2 separate regions of the Sus scrofa genome follow, and region 1 is linked to region 2. A link is a contact called in public HiChIP or PLAC-seq data. All regions are on one chromosome and are shown on one strand. Each heading gives the region's core, a stretch centred on a gene start, on an enhancer-like site or on the middle of the called end of the contact. The rest is flanking DNA. Distances are from core to core; before and after follow the strand shown. Region 1 holds the start of LOC110261337 (tigger transposable element-derived protein 1-like). Region 2 holds the start of LOC102158443 (zinc finger protein 606).

Region 1 (6,379 bases), core at 3,187-5,686, 380 kb before region 2:
GGCGCGCCTTGTCCTGGATGCGCAGCGTGCTGACCGGCAGGTTCTGCCGCCTCTGCTCCTCTATCCACAGGCTCAGCAGGCGTTCCATGTGGCCCATCAACACACCCCGGCAGCGGGTCAGCTGCGTGGCGCTCACCGGCGTGGCTGCCTGGGAACTGGCCCGGATCTTGTCCTTGTTGACACGGATCGAGGCGACAGTGGAGGTCGCCAGCCCCAGGGCGCAGGCAATCTGGGTCAGCTTCTCGCCCTCCTCAAACCTCCGAAGCACCTCCAGCTTCAGGTGCAGGGTGATAGACTTCCGGTCCCGCTTGGCACCAGGGCGAAGGCCAAGCCCGAGGGGCGCCTTCCCCAACGCCTCCCGGTGGGGGGTTGTCTTCATGCCACCGCGCCGAGCCATGCCCCTCAAGAAGCTCTCTCCCCGCTGACCGGCCCCAGGAGCTACCGCCGTGCCCACACTGACAGCCTCTTGGCCTCTCCTGTCATGCCTGCCTCTGCCTGAAAAGGGGAACACATGGGCATTACTGTGCGAGTACATGGGAGTCTGGACCAAGGCTCTGACCTCGAGCACCCGGCCCTGCTGACCACTGCTCAGAGGCATGCCCAGTCCCTTCTCCCCCTAGACTGAAATTCTGCGTGCACACTTCCGAGCATTTTTTGCATCTAGAGGACCTTTTTGCTTAGTTTTAGCTCATGCGATCAAAAGAAAGTCTTCTGGGAGACTGCTCCTCCCCCAGAAAAGCTCTCACGACCACAAGGGGACGCCAAGAGCCTCTAGAAATCCTGACCCATCCCAGACACGGATGAACAGAAGCATCACCATGCTTCTCACTCAGAGACATCAAGTATCAGTGTCAGAGACTGAATAATGGCTCCCACTCATATCCGCATCCTAATCCCAGGAGCTTATGAATCAATCACCTTACACAGCAAAGGGACACTGCAGCCGTGACTGTGGTAACGCTCATGAGAAGCAGAGCTCGTCTGGGAAGGCCCTAAATGGAATCAGAGAGGTCCCTGTAAGAGGAAGGAAAAGATTTCACTCAGAAGGCAACGTCACAAATGAAGCCTAGAACCTCCAGAAGGAACCAGCCCTGCCAATACCTTGATTTTAAGCTCGGAAGGCCCATTTCAGATTTCTGACCTCCAAGACTCTAAGACGATAAGTTTGTGTGGTTTTAGCGCACTAAGTCTGTAGTGATACATTACAGCAGTCACAGGAAGCTAACACACACAGAAAGGAACCTCCTTATTTCATGCCAGTCCCGTGGAGTACCGGGCGGGGGTGGGGGGGAGGTGGCTCTCTTCACAGCAGCCAGAATGATTCAGGAAGAACCAAACCAGATCCAGTCTCCTCTGCTTAGAACCCTCTCAGGCCTCCACCTCTCTCTGAGTAAAAGCCACCGTCCTCACCTGCTTACCCCCGAACACATCCTTGGCCAGACGAAAGGCTCTCCCAACCCAGGACCTTTGCTTTCTGGCTGCTCAGGCCCATAGTGGGGGCATTTTCCCGTAACCTGCATGGCTTATTCCCTCTTTTGCAGGTCTCTGCTCAAATGTAACCCAATCAGGAGTTCCCTTGCGGCACAGTGGATTAAGGATCCAGCATTGTCCCTGCAGCAGCTTGGGTTGCTGCTGTAACACAGGTGTGATCCCTGGCCTGAGATCTTCTACATGCTGCAAACACAGCCCCCCCCAAAAAAAAGTTCCCATCGTGGCACAGCGGGAAACAAATCCAACTAGGAACTATGAGGTTGAGGGTTTGATCCCAGGCCTTGCTCAGTGGGTTAAGGATCCAGCATTGCCATGAGCTGTGGTGTAGCTCGCAGACGCGACTCAGATCCTGCATTGCTGTGGAGTGGGCCAATGGCTGTAGCTCTGATTTGACCCCTAGCCTGGGAACCTCCATATGCTGCAGGTACGGCCCTAAAAAGGAAAAAAAAAAAAAAAAAAGAGGTAACCTGACCAAAACAGCCTCTTCACTTATATTTTATTGTGCATTGTGTCACACCTTGAAGGCAGGACTTGTACCTGCTGAGCACTCTGTTGGGTCCCTAGGCCCAGGAAGAGAGCCTGGCACTTTGGAGACATCCAGTAGTCATTTGCCAACTAAGTCACTAAATCAAAAATAGTGGAGGAGTTCCTGTCGTGGCTCAGTTGTTGATGAATCCAACTAGGAACCATGAGGTTGCGGGTTCGATCCCTGGCCTTGCTCAGGGTTAAGGATCTGGCGTTGCCGTGTGCTATAGCTCTGGCGTAGGCCGGCGGCTACAGCTCGAGTAGACCCCTAGCCTGGGAACCTTCATATGCCACGGGTGTGGCCCGAGAAGAAGGCAAAAAGACAAAAAAAAAAAATAGTGGTGGGAAGCAGGCTTCTCACTTTGTCCCTTCTGCACTGCAAATCATGTGAAAGTAGTATTTGATAAAAACAGTGAAAATTTCTTGAAGGAATGTGGGTGAAAAACAGGGACAAATGCCTCACAAATCTGTATTTGGGGAATGGATACGGTACCGGGGAGTACCTTCAGGGAAACAGGCTGCGCCTTGCTTAAAGTCTAAGCAGGTCTAGAAAAGGCTTCCTGCCCCGAGTGGGGGCCCTGAATTCCAAACCGCTCAGGCTCCCATTCCGCCGTCTCCACATTCATGCCTTCGCTTGCTCACCCATGATTTTCTAATTTTCCAATTTTCTTTTTTTTTTTTTTTTTTTTTCCCTTGCTTGCTTTTTAGGGCTGCAGCATCTGTGGCATATGGAGATTCCCAGGCTAGGGGTCAAAACAGAGCTACAACTGCCGGCCTACATCACAGCCACAGCCACGCCAGATCTGAGCCGCGACTGCGACCCACACCACAGGTCACGGCAACGCCGGGTCCTTAAGCCGCTGAGCGAGGCCGGGATCGAACCCGCAGCCTCATGGATCGTAGTCGGGTAGGTTGACCGCTGAGCCACGAAGGGAACTCCTTTTCTTTCTTTCTTGGACGCACCCGTGGCATATGGAGTTCCCGGGCCAGGAATCGAATCCAAGCCGTGGCTGCGGCAACCCGCTGCACCACAGCAGGAACTCCCCACAAACTTCAGTTACATTCACTCGATCCTTCATCCTCTCCCTCCTACTCTATATAAAGTCCCCAAGCCCGCCTCCAGGGGAGGCGTGAGACTACATTTCCCAGAAGGCCGCGGGGCCGCCGAAGGCTCCGATTGGCCGGCCCGAGGTCTCCGTTCCCTTCCCCCCACCGGAACCGAGAGTACCTGCGCCTAAGCCCCTTGGCCGGAGCCCCCGGGTCCCCCGCGGCCGACCGCCCTCATCTCCGGACCACGACGCGGGCCGGCTGCCTCAACTAGGCCGGCGGGGCTGCGGCCCCAACCCATCTCCTGCCCCAGGCACCGCTTCCCGGTGGCCGCCGATCCCAGCCTCCATCTTATCGGCGGAAGCGGAGGTTGCCAGGCGACGGCCGGGATTGGAGGGGGCCGCTTGGGGCCCGCCCGACGGCGCTCCGGCGCTGCGCGGTCCCCCGGGCCCGCCGGGATATGGGAACGTAGTTCGGCGACGAGGTGGCCGAGCGCGGGGTCCAGGCTGGGGCGCCAGAGGCCACCTCTGCCCAAGGCTGGCTTTCTCGCCCATTAAGACCTCTCCTGTCTTTCCCCGAGTTCTACTTTCAGTCTCTCTCTCTCTCCATCGTCCTCCCTAATCTCCCTCCCTTCCCGGCGGTGTCTCACTGTTTCCTCATTCCGGGGAACTGTGCCCTTTCAGACTGTCAAAACATAATTTCGAAAGAGCAAAAAACATACGCGTCAAAGACTTATCTACCTCGGTGGGAACTAGCAAGGTGACACAGGTGGTTCTGGGAATATGAGAGAGAAGGAACAGCAGAGGGGGTGAAAGAAGAAAGAAGGAATAATGAAATAAAAGTGTGGGAGCTCCCTTCGTGGCTCAGCGGTTAACGAACCCGACTAGGACCCATGAGGATGCGGGTTCGATCCCTGGCCTTGCTCAGCGGGTTAAAGATCCCGCGTTGCCGTGAGCTGTGGTGTAGGCCAGCGGCTGAAGCTCTGATTCCACCCCTAGCCTGGGAACCTCCATGTTGCCGCGGGTGCGGCTCTAAAAAGCAAAGAAAGAAAATAGCAAAGTGGGATTAGTAGCGCTTCACAAGGCAGTGGAGAGGCCCAGCACTTAGTATCCTGCTTAGTGTCCTACAGTGTGATAAAAACAAAAAACTTGGGGTACCCTTTTCTACTGAACAGAAAGCACTACAGTCTATCAACCTTCTACAAGTTAGCATCTAACTTCACAGTATCTGGACTCTGATCAAAAGCAGTGAAGTGAGAAGTCGTTGCTCTGGTTAGGAAATCAGATGACCTGAAGGAGACTTGGCAGAGATGGTGCGAAGGCTTCCAGACATCTTTCTTGTCTTATTGTCAAGTTTTGTGTAAGTTTTCTTCACAAGCGTCCCTCCCGCTCCGTCTCTCTTCTTGCTGTCACCTTTCCCCGAGTCTTTGAAACTCTCGATCTATTTTACTGTACCTCTAATTTCTGTCCCTTTCTCGCCTCTTGCTTCTGTACTCCTGATCTCTATCCCTTGAAACTCGATCTGCACGTCTTGTCGCCGTAAACGAATTCTCCCTCTCCTGTCTCTCCTTTCCTCTCCATCCCGCCCCGATCTCTCTCCCTCTTGTTAACGGTCCTGACACAAGTCTACCCAGCCCTGCCTCCCTGTCTTCTTATCGCACAGTTTAGGACTCTGAGAGCAGAAATCTTCGTTCTTTCTGTCCTGCCCGTGTCTCTGTCCCGGGGGCTGTTCACTTACTTTCACTGTCTCTAGTCACAGCCTGCCCCGCCCCCGCTCCTCAGTGTCTGTCTGTCAGTCCTCGCAGTCTCTCTCGCTCGGCATCACCTCCTCCCATCTCTCCCATCCTCCTGCAGACGCCTGCGGGTACCCATGGTTGCACTGGAAAGCGCCGGCACCACCCGCGCGGTTACCATGGAGACGCCCGGGCCGCCTACGGTCCGCTGGCACAAAAGAGCATCTTCGCGTTGCGCGCACGCGCGCAGAGGGCCGGCCGCCACGCCTCCCAGAAACGGCTGGGCTAAGCCCCTCTCCCGGGCGAAAGCGCGAGAGGCTCGCTTGCGGTCCTGTGGGCGACGGCACGGGTGGCCCAGTCTCTGCAGGGGGTTGCCATGGAGAAAGGGGCTGACGGAATCCAAGCGAGGGCCGTGATTGGTTCAGGGTCCTGCTAATCCCTAGGAGCCGCGTAGAGAATGGAGGAAGACGTTGTGGAGGGCATGCGCTGTTGGGCAGGCGGTGCTGCCTCCTGTTGCCCCCTGGGAAGCTTGCGCGCGTCGACGGGCCCCTGACGCTTGGATGTGAGGCTGGGAGCGCAGGAAGGCGCGGCCCGGAGTGTGATCCGATCGTGGCGAACGACGCTGCCCCGGGGGACAGCGGGAGGAGGGCGGAAACTGAGACGAGCTTGCGGGAAGGGCGAGGCGGCGCCCGGGCTGGTGCGTGGAGCATTCTGGGAGACAAAGTCCGTCGGGGCGGGGGAAGTCGGGAGCGCGCATGCTCAGGAGCACGGAGCGGCCCGCTGAGTGCGGAGGTGAGGGCGGGCGCCCCTCGATCGGGAAGGTGCGGGCAGGGACCCGGGCGGCGGCCCAGCGGGACCAGGAGCGCGGAGCAGGGGCCTGGGCGCTCCCTGTGGACCGGCTCAGTGCTGTTGTGCGAAGCTCGCCAATCCCTGGCCGTTGCCACGGCGACGGAATCTGGAAACCCCGCCCCCAGTTGCCATGGCGGCACCCGGACCTGCCCCGGCTTCCTAAAGCAGACATGGCCAGCCAAGACTTCTGGTAAATGTAGTTTATCGAGCTCCGAAGGGCCGGCTCGATCGCTAAGGCCCAGCTTTCTCCTGAGGTTTCGGTTGACTTGGAATCTTGAGGAGTGAAGGATAGACTCCCAGGATCAGACGGCCTTCGAACCCGAATTCACACCATCAATAAACTCAGATTTCTTCACAAATCTTGCACTTTACCTCCTGCTGCAGAAGGAGCAGCGCGAGTGGAGGGGAAGTTGGGGGACCGTCCCCCTTTGCAGATGGGGAAACTGAGGTTCCCAGAGAGACAGCGACATGCCAAGGTTAGGACTCTCCGACTTTGCTTGCAGGCTATGAGTCCAGGGGTCTCTAAGCCTTTGTAGCCAACCCCCACCCACGCCCAAACCCCTATTACCTCAGCCCCGCCTAAATCGGGAAACTGAGGAGATAATGGGGCATTTAGTGTTGTGGTAAGTTGTGAGAATGGGGATGAATGGGGGGGATGCTTTCTGGGGGCTGGGCCATGCAGGTGACCTTGCACAGATATGGCTGGGACAGGTGGAGGGAGGCTGCTCTTTGGCA
Region 2 (5,862 bases), core at 1,074-3,573:
TCACATCGGAAAAGTCCCTCTTGCCAGGAGAGGTAATGTGTCCACAAGGGCCGGGCTTAGGGCGGGAGCACTGAATGCACCCTCACCAACCGTGGGTTCCTGGGTCTTTCCATTTGGGGGGGGGTGCCCACTGTGTTTCAAAGCAGCAATTTAATCGTCAAAGGCAGGGATGGTAGAAAGGGTGGTGACTGTCATCTCAGGTGGCCAGGGCCACTGCAACACAACTCCCAGACAGATGCCTGAAAGAGCAGACCCTACTTTTCTCCCAGTTTTGGAGGCTGGACATTCAAGAGCAAGGTACTGACAGCATTGCTTCCTTCTGAGGCCTCTCATTGGCTTGCAGGTGGCTGCCCTCTCCCTCTGTCCTCGTGTGGTCATCCCTCTGGGCAAGTCCCGCGAGGCTGTGTCCTGTGTGTGTGTCCTACTCATCTCTTCCTATAGGGACACCCGTCAGATTGGATCAGGGCCCACCCTTTTGACATTTTTGTACCTTAATTACTCATTTCCTATTTATTAACCTTCAAATATAGATGCTTCCTAAGATACTGGGGGTTGGGCTTCAACATGTGAATTTTGAGGGGAATCTAACTCAGCCCACAATCATTGCTAATAACAGTCACTGCTGCTAGTTGGGAAAAATTTTAACCATTAAAAAATAACAGGGGAGTTCCCCTCCTCATGCAGTGGAAATGAATCGCTGTGCCCTCAGGAATCATGAAGTTGTGCGTTCGATCCCTGGCCTCACTCAGTGGGTTAAAAATCTGGCATCACCGTGAGCTGTGATGTAGGTCGCAGAGGTGGCTTGGATCCTAAATTGCTGTGGCTGTAGCATAGGCCGGCAGCTGTAGCTCTGATTTAACCTCTAGCCTGACAACCTCCATATGCCACAGGTGCGGCCCTAAAAAGCAAAAATAATAAATAAATTAAAAAAACAAAACAAAACAAAAAAAACCCAGGAATTCCCTGGCGGCCTGGTGGTTAAGGATCCAGCATTGTCACTGCAATGGTGCAGGTAGCTGCTGTTGCACAGGTTCGATCCCTGGCCTGGGAACTTCCATATGCCTCAGGCCCAGCCAAAAAATGAATAAACACATCTAGGAGTTCCTGTCGTGGATCAGCGGAAATGAATCTGACTAGCATCCGTGAGGACACAGGTTCCATCCCTGGCGTCACTTAGTGGATTAACAATCTGACGTTGCTGTGAGCTGTGGTGCAGGTTGCAGATGCGGCTTGGATCCCTCATTGCTGTGGCTGTGCTGTAGGCCGGCAGCTGGAGCTCCCCTTCAACCCCTAGCCTGGGAACCTCCATATGCCACGGGTGTGGCCCAAAAAAGGCAGATAAGTAAATCTATGTCTCCTATAAAACAAACAAGGTGACATTTATTTTGTCCCTACTAAGGTATATTTTTGAAGGTAGCATCTTTTTGGGGGTGGGGGTAGGGAAGAATTTCTCAGGTGTGGACTACGCGATAGGCAGTCCTTCGGGGAAAGGTGGCCTGGCTCTGCGGACCCCCAGGTCTGTGGTCAGGATTGAGGACTACAGCTCCCAGGAGGCCAAGCACAGCAGTGACCCGACCCACTGGGGGCTTCCGCGGGCACTCACGTGGGTGGGGAGGCCACGCACGCGTCCTTCTGGGAAATGTAGTCAGGTTTCTGGACCCCCGCCCCTGCTTCCGCCCGTAGCCGGGTCATAATTGCCAGAAGAACCAGCACGGCGGCCACCCAAGCACCGGACTCCCTTCATGCACCACAAGGGAACTCTCCTGAGGTTCCACCATCGTCCACCGCTTGTGTGGAGACCAGGCTGTCGTCAGCGGCCTCCCGAAGCCTGGAGACAATGGACTACAATTCCCGAAATGCCTCGCGCCTAGGGGCCGCAGACTGGAGCCACCCACTGGCATCGCGGAGCGCCCTGGGAGATGTAGTCAGAAGCTCTAAGTACTCACGCACGCCGCCTGGCGGACAAGGCTAATGTGAATTTGAGTCCCTAGAACACCCAGAACGCTCATCTTCGGGCCGCGCAGACTGTGGTGGACGCCCGCCCAAGTGTCGCTTCCGTGTCCTACAGCAGGAGAAACTGGTCTAAGTGTGGTCTAGCCCTGGCCCGGGAACCTGGACCGAATGCCGGAAAGCTCCATTTCCAGCCAAGGTCCGGCCGCGCACACTCATTTTGGGGGTCGCGCCTATCGCCGTGCCGTCTGGAAGATGTCATCGGGCTCTCGGGCGCCCTCGGGTGGCGGTCCGGCCGTAGCACTACAGCCCCTGGGAGGTGAGCGCAGCGGCGACCCCACGCACCGGCGTCCCTCGCGTGCGCTCGCGTGGGCCGGGACGCCCCGCCGCGGGGGCTACTGGGAAGTGGACTCCGTCCACCGGCGCCCTCGCGGGCCTCTCCTGGGCGGCTGCGGCGCCCTCGCGTACGTCCGGCGGTGGCGCCGCGGGGCCTCCCGGCCGTGGTAGTTCCCGCCGAAGGCCGCCGCGGCCTGGGGTCCCGAGTACCCCTCCGGAGGGCCGCGGATCCGGCCGGCATCTCGGCCCCGGCTCCTCCCCCGTGAGAGCGCCTGGCCGCCCTCGACGCTGCCCCCTCGCTTCTTGCCCTGACTTGGTCGCGACCTCGGCCGCGGGGCTCCTGGCAGCCCGGCTCCCGGTGCGTGGCCGCGCCCTCCCTCCTGACCCACGGGGTCTGAACCCAGGGCCGGAGGGCGTGTCTCCCCCAACCGGGGACCCTCCGCCTGTCGTCGTGGCCGAGGAGGGCTGAAGGGACGTAGAGGACGCCGCCTGGTCTGCAGTCCGCGAGTGTGTCCGCCGCATGAAGGTATCAGCGCGAAAACGCGTGACCCGCGTGGAGCGTCCACCCATTCAAGCGACGCGCGGTTCCGGTCTTCTCATCGCCTGGAAAGATTTGCCCAAAGAGGACTCATGTCTCCTCGGTTCTGTTGAAGCAGGTAACCTGTGTTCCAAAACCTGAGCGCTTTCTGAGCCCCGGCTCTCGTGGAAAGACTAAAAGCACCGCAGGAAGTAGCAGCTGCTCTCTTAGGCTCTTTCGAGGTTTACGGGTGTTTCTGTCTGAGACTCGGTATTGCGCCCAAGCCCAGAGAACCCCTGGCGGATGTTAACGTCATCAACCGTTCGTAACGTGGTCGGCGTTTTATACCTGGTGGCACCAAGAGGAAGAGGAATCCCAAAGGCGGACTGTACCTTCGGAACTTGGGGAGGATCCCTCGTTTCCCGAGAAGTGAATGAGATTCTTAGGGGGTAAAGGTTTCGGTAGTACGGAGGCACCCCTCCAAATGGTTGCGGCACACCCGCAGCACCCCCGGAAAGCCACAGGTACCTCTCGGAAGCCAGAGCGCTCAGGACATCTCTGTCCACCAGAGTCCTTCCTCGCGTCCTCATGTGGCCCTTCCCTGACCTTCTGGGAGCTTTGCAAAGAAAAGGGTCTTGTTTGCGCGCACACAGGGGTGACATCTCGGGGGCAGGTAACCTTCGAGGACATGGCTGCACTGAGACGTGTGCTGGAGACCTTTGGGCATCTCGTCACGCGGCGGGGCTGTGCCTTGCGTCGACTTCTGCTTGGGGTCTCAGCAGAGCGGGTGTGACCTGGCCGGGCGCGCGGGATCAGTGAACCGGAGCCTCACAGCCTGATCGCTCCCTTGGACAGGGCCCTGGATCCCCAAGCCAGCTCTCGGTGCCCAGCTAGAACCCGCGGTAGAGCCATGGGTGATGGACAGAGGCCTCTCCCAAGATGCTGCCCGGGTTGGATGGGGACAGGATCTTTATAGCCTGTTTATAATTTCCTTCATATCTACCCTTTGTCCTGCTCTTCACTCCTCTTCACTTGCATAATTCTTCCCAGGCTTATTTTCCTCTTGCCTAAAGAGCTCGCTTTGTCATTTATTTCGCAGTGACAGAATTCCCCCACTTTGTGTTTGCCTGATACTGCTCTTATTTAATCTTCATTTTGGAATTACCCTGTTGAGTAGTATTTCAGTTTTTGAATGAGCAGCAGTTTATCTGTTCTGTTGATGAACGTTGAGCTTTGCTCTAGTTTGGGGCTGTTGTGACTGATGCTGCTGTGAACATTCTTATACAGAGCTTTGAGTGGACCTGTGTTTTTATTGCTCTTGCAAAATTAGGGGTGAAATTTCTGGGTCATGGATTACTAAGGTCTGATTTTATTATTTTTTTCTTTTAGGTTATGCGTTTTGTGTTTTCTTTCTTTCCTTTTTAAAAAAACTTTTATTTATTTATTTATTTTTGTCTTTTTGCCTTTTCTTGGGCTGCTCCCGTGGTGTGTGAAGGTTCCCAGGCTAGGGGTCTAATCAGAGCTGTAGCTGCCAGCCTACACCACAGCCACAGTGATGTGGGAATCGAGCCTCATCTGCAGCCTACACCACAGCTCACGGCGACGCTGGTTCCTTAACCCACTGAGCGAGGCCAGGGATCAAACCCGCAACCTCCTGGTTCCTAGTTGGATTCGTTAACCACTGAGCCACGACGGGAACTCCTTTCTTTCCTTTTTTCTTAAATGTTCAGAGAAATCTTTGACTGTGCCAAAACTCCAAATATATTCTCCTGTTTCCTCTTGGTAGTTGTACAGTTTTTGCTTTTACATGAAAATGTAATCTCCACCTTGATTTAATTTTTATGTAAGTGTGAGGTAGTAGACAAGGGATTTGTGTATTTATTTATTCATTTGTTTATTTATTTTTTGCATTGTACAGCCACACCAACCGCATATGGAAGTCCCCAGGCTAGGGGTCAAACAAGAGCTACAGCTGCCAGCCTACACCACAGCCACGCGGGATCTGAGCCTGTGACCTACACCACAGCTCAGAGCAATCCTGGATCCCTGTCCCACTGAGCAAGGCCAGGGATCGAACCCCTGTCCTCAAGGATACTAGTCAGACTTGTTTCCCCTGCGCCACAATGGGAACTCCAGGATTTATTTTTTCTTATAACTATCCAGTTGTCTGTTACCATTTCATAGGAAAAAACGTTCCTTTTAGGAGTTCCTGTTGTGGCTTAGTGGCTTAAGAACCCAGCTAGTATCCACAAGGATGCAGGTTCCATCCCTGGCCTTGCTCAGTGGGTTAAGGATCTGGCGTTGCCACAAGCCGTGTGTAGGTTGAAGATGGACTTGCAACAAATAATTAGAAAATGAAATTAAGGAACAGTAGAAATCATACCTAAAACTAACATCTGATTGAAGCTACTCTCTTCCTGGTTTGCTGAGCCTTTATCATGATGGGTGTTTTTATCGAATGCTCTGCATGCGTATGTTGTCATGACTGTATTTTTTCTCCTTCATTCCATTGGTTTCCCCACTTTATTATTTCCTTCCTTTGCTCGGTTTACTTTTGTTTTTCCTGACTTCTTGAGATGGAAGCTTAGGTCATTCATCGTAACCCTTCCTTTTGAATGCTTGCACGTATAGCTACACATTTGCCTTTGAGCTTTGTTTTAACTGCATCCTGCACATTTTCATCTGTTATATTTTTGCTACTGCTCATGTCTTTGCATATGTGAAACTGACTTCTTTGGTTTGTAAAACATACTGTATTTCTTAGTATGATGAGTTTTTTTTATTGATGGCTAGGTTAATTCCACTGTGGTCAAAGAAAATATTCTGTATGAATTGAGTCCTTTTAAGTTTATTGAATGGTCTATCTTAGTGAATGTACAGTCTGCTCTTGTTGGGCACAGTGTTTGATAAATGTCAGTTAAATTAAATAGCTTGGTTGTGTTGCACACACTTTATTCTTATGCATTTTCTTTTCTTTTCTTTCTTTTTTTTTTTTTTTTTTGTCTTTTTGCTATTTCTTTGGGCCGCTCCTGTGGCATATGGAGGTTCCCAGGCTAGGG

Evidence for each region. HiChIP or PLAC-seq counts read pairs in DNA pulled down with a chosen protein or histone mark.
Region 1: an H3K27ac HiChIP or PLAC-seq map of alveolar macrophages shows a contact between it and region 2. The contact joins the promoter of LOC110261337 here to the promoter of LOC102158443 in region 2. A contact is called at or near these places in 1 of 47 Hi-C or Micro-C datasets (heart right ventricle) and 1 of 2 datasets of contacts at active chromatin or transcription factors (alveolar macrophages).

The regions. Positions count from the first base shown.
Region 1 is chr6:63,121,991-63,128,369 of Sscrofa11.1, reverse strand. LOC110261337 (tigger transposable element-derived protein 1-like) reads right to left here and starts at 4,436. Exons shown (of 3, transcript XR_002345404.1): 1 at 4,353-4,436. MZF1 (myeloid zinc finger 1) reads left to right here and starts at 4,345. Exons shown (of 6, transcript XM_021097358.1): 1 at 4,345-4,422.
Region 2 is chr6:62,736,198-62,742,059 of Sscrofa11.1, reverse strand. It overlaps LOC102158443 (zinc finger protein 606), which reads left to right and starts at 2,323. Exons shown (of 8, transcript XM_013998898.2): 1 at 2,323-3,476.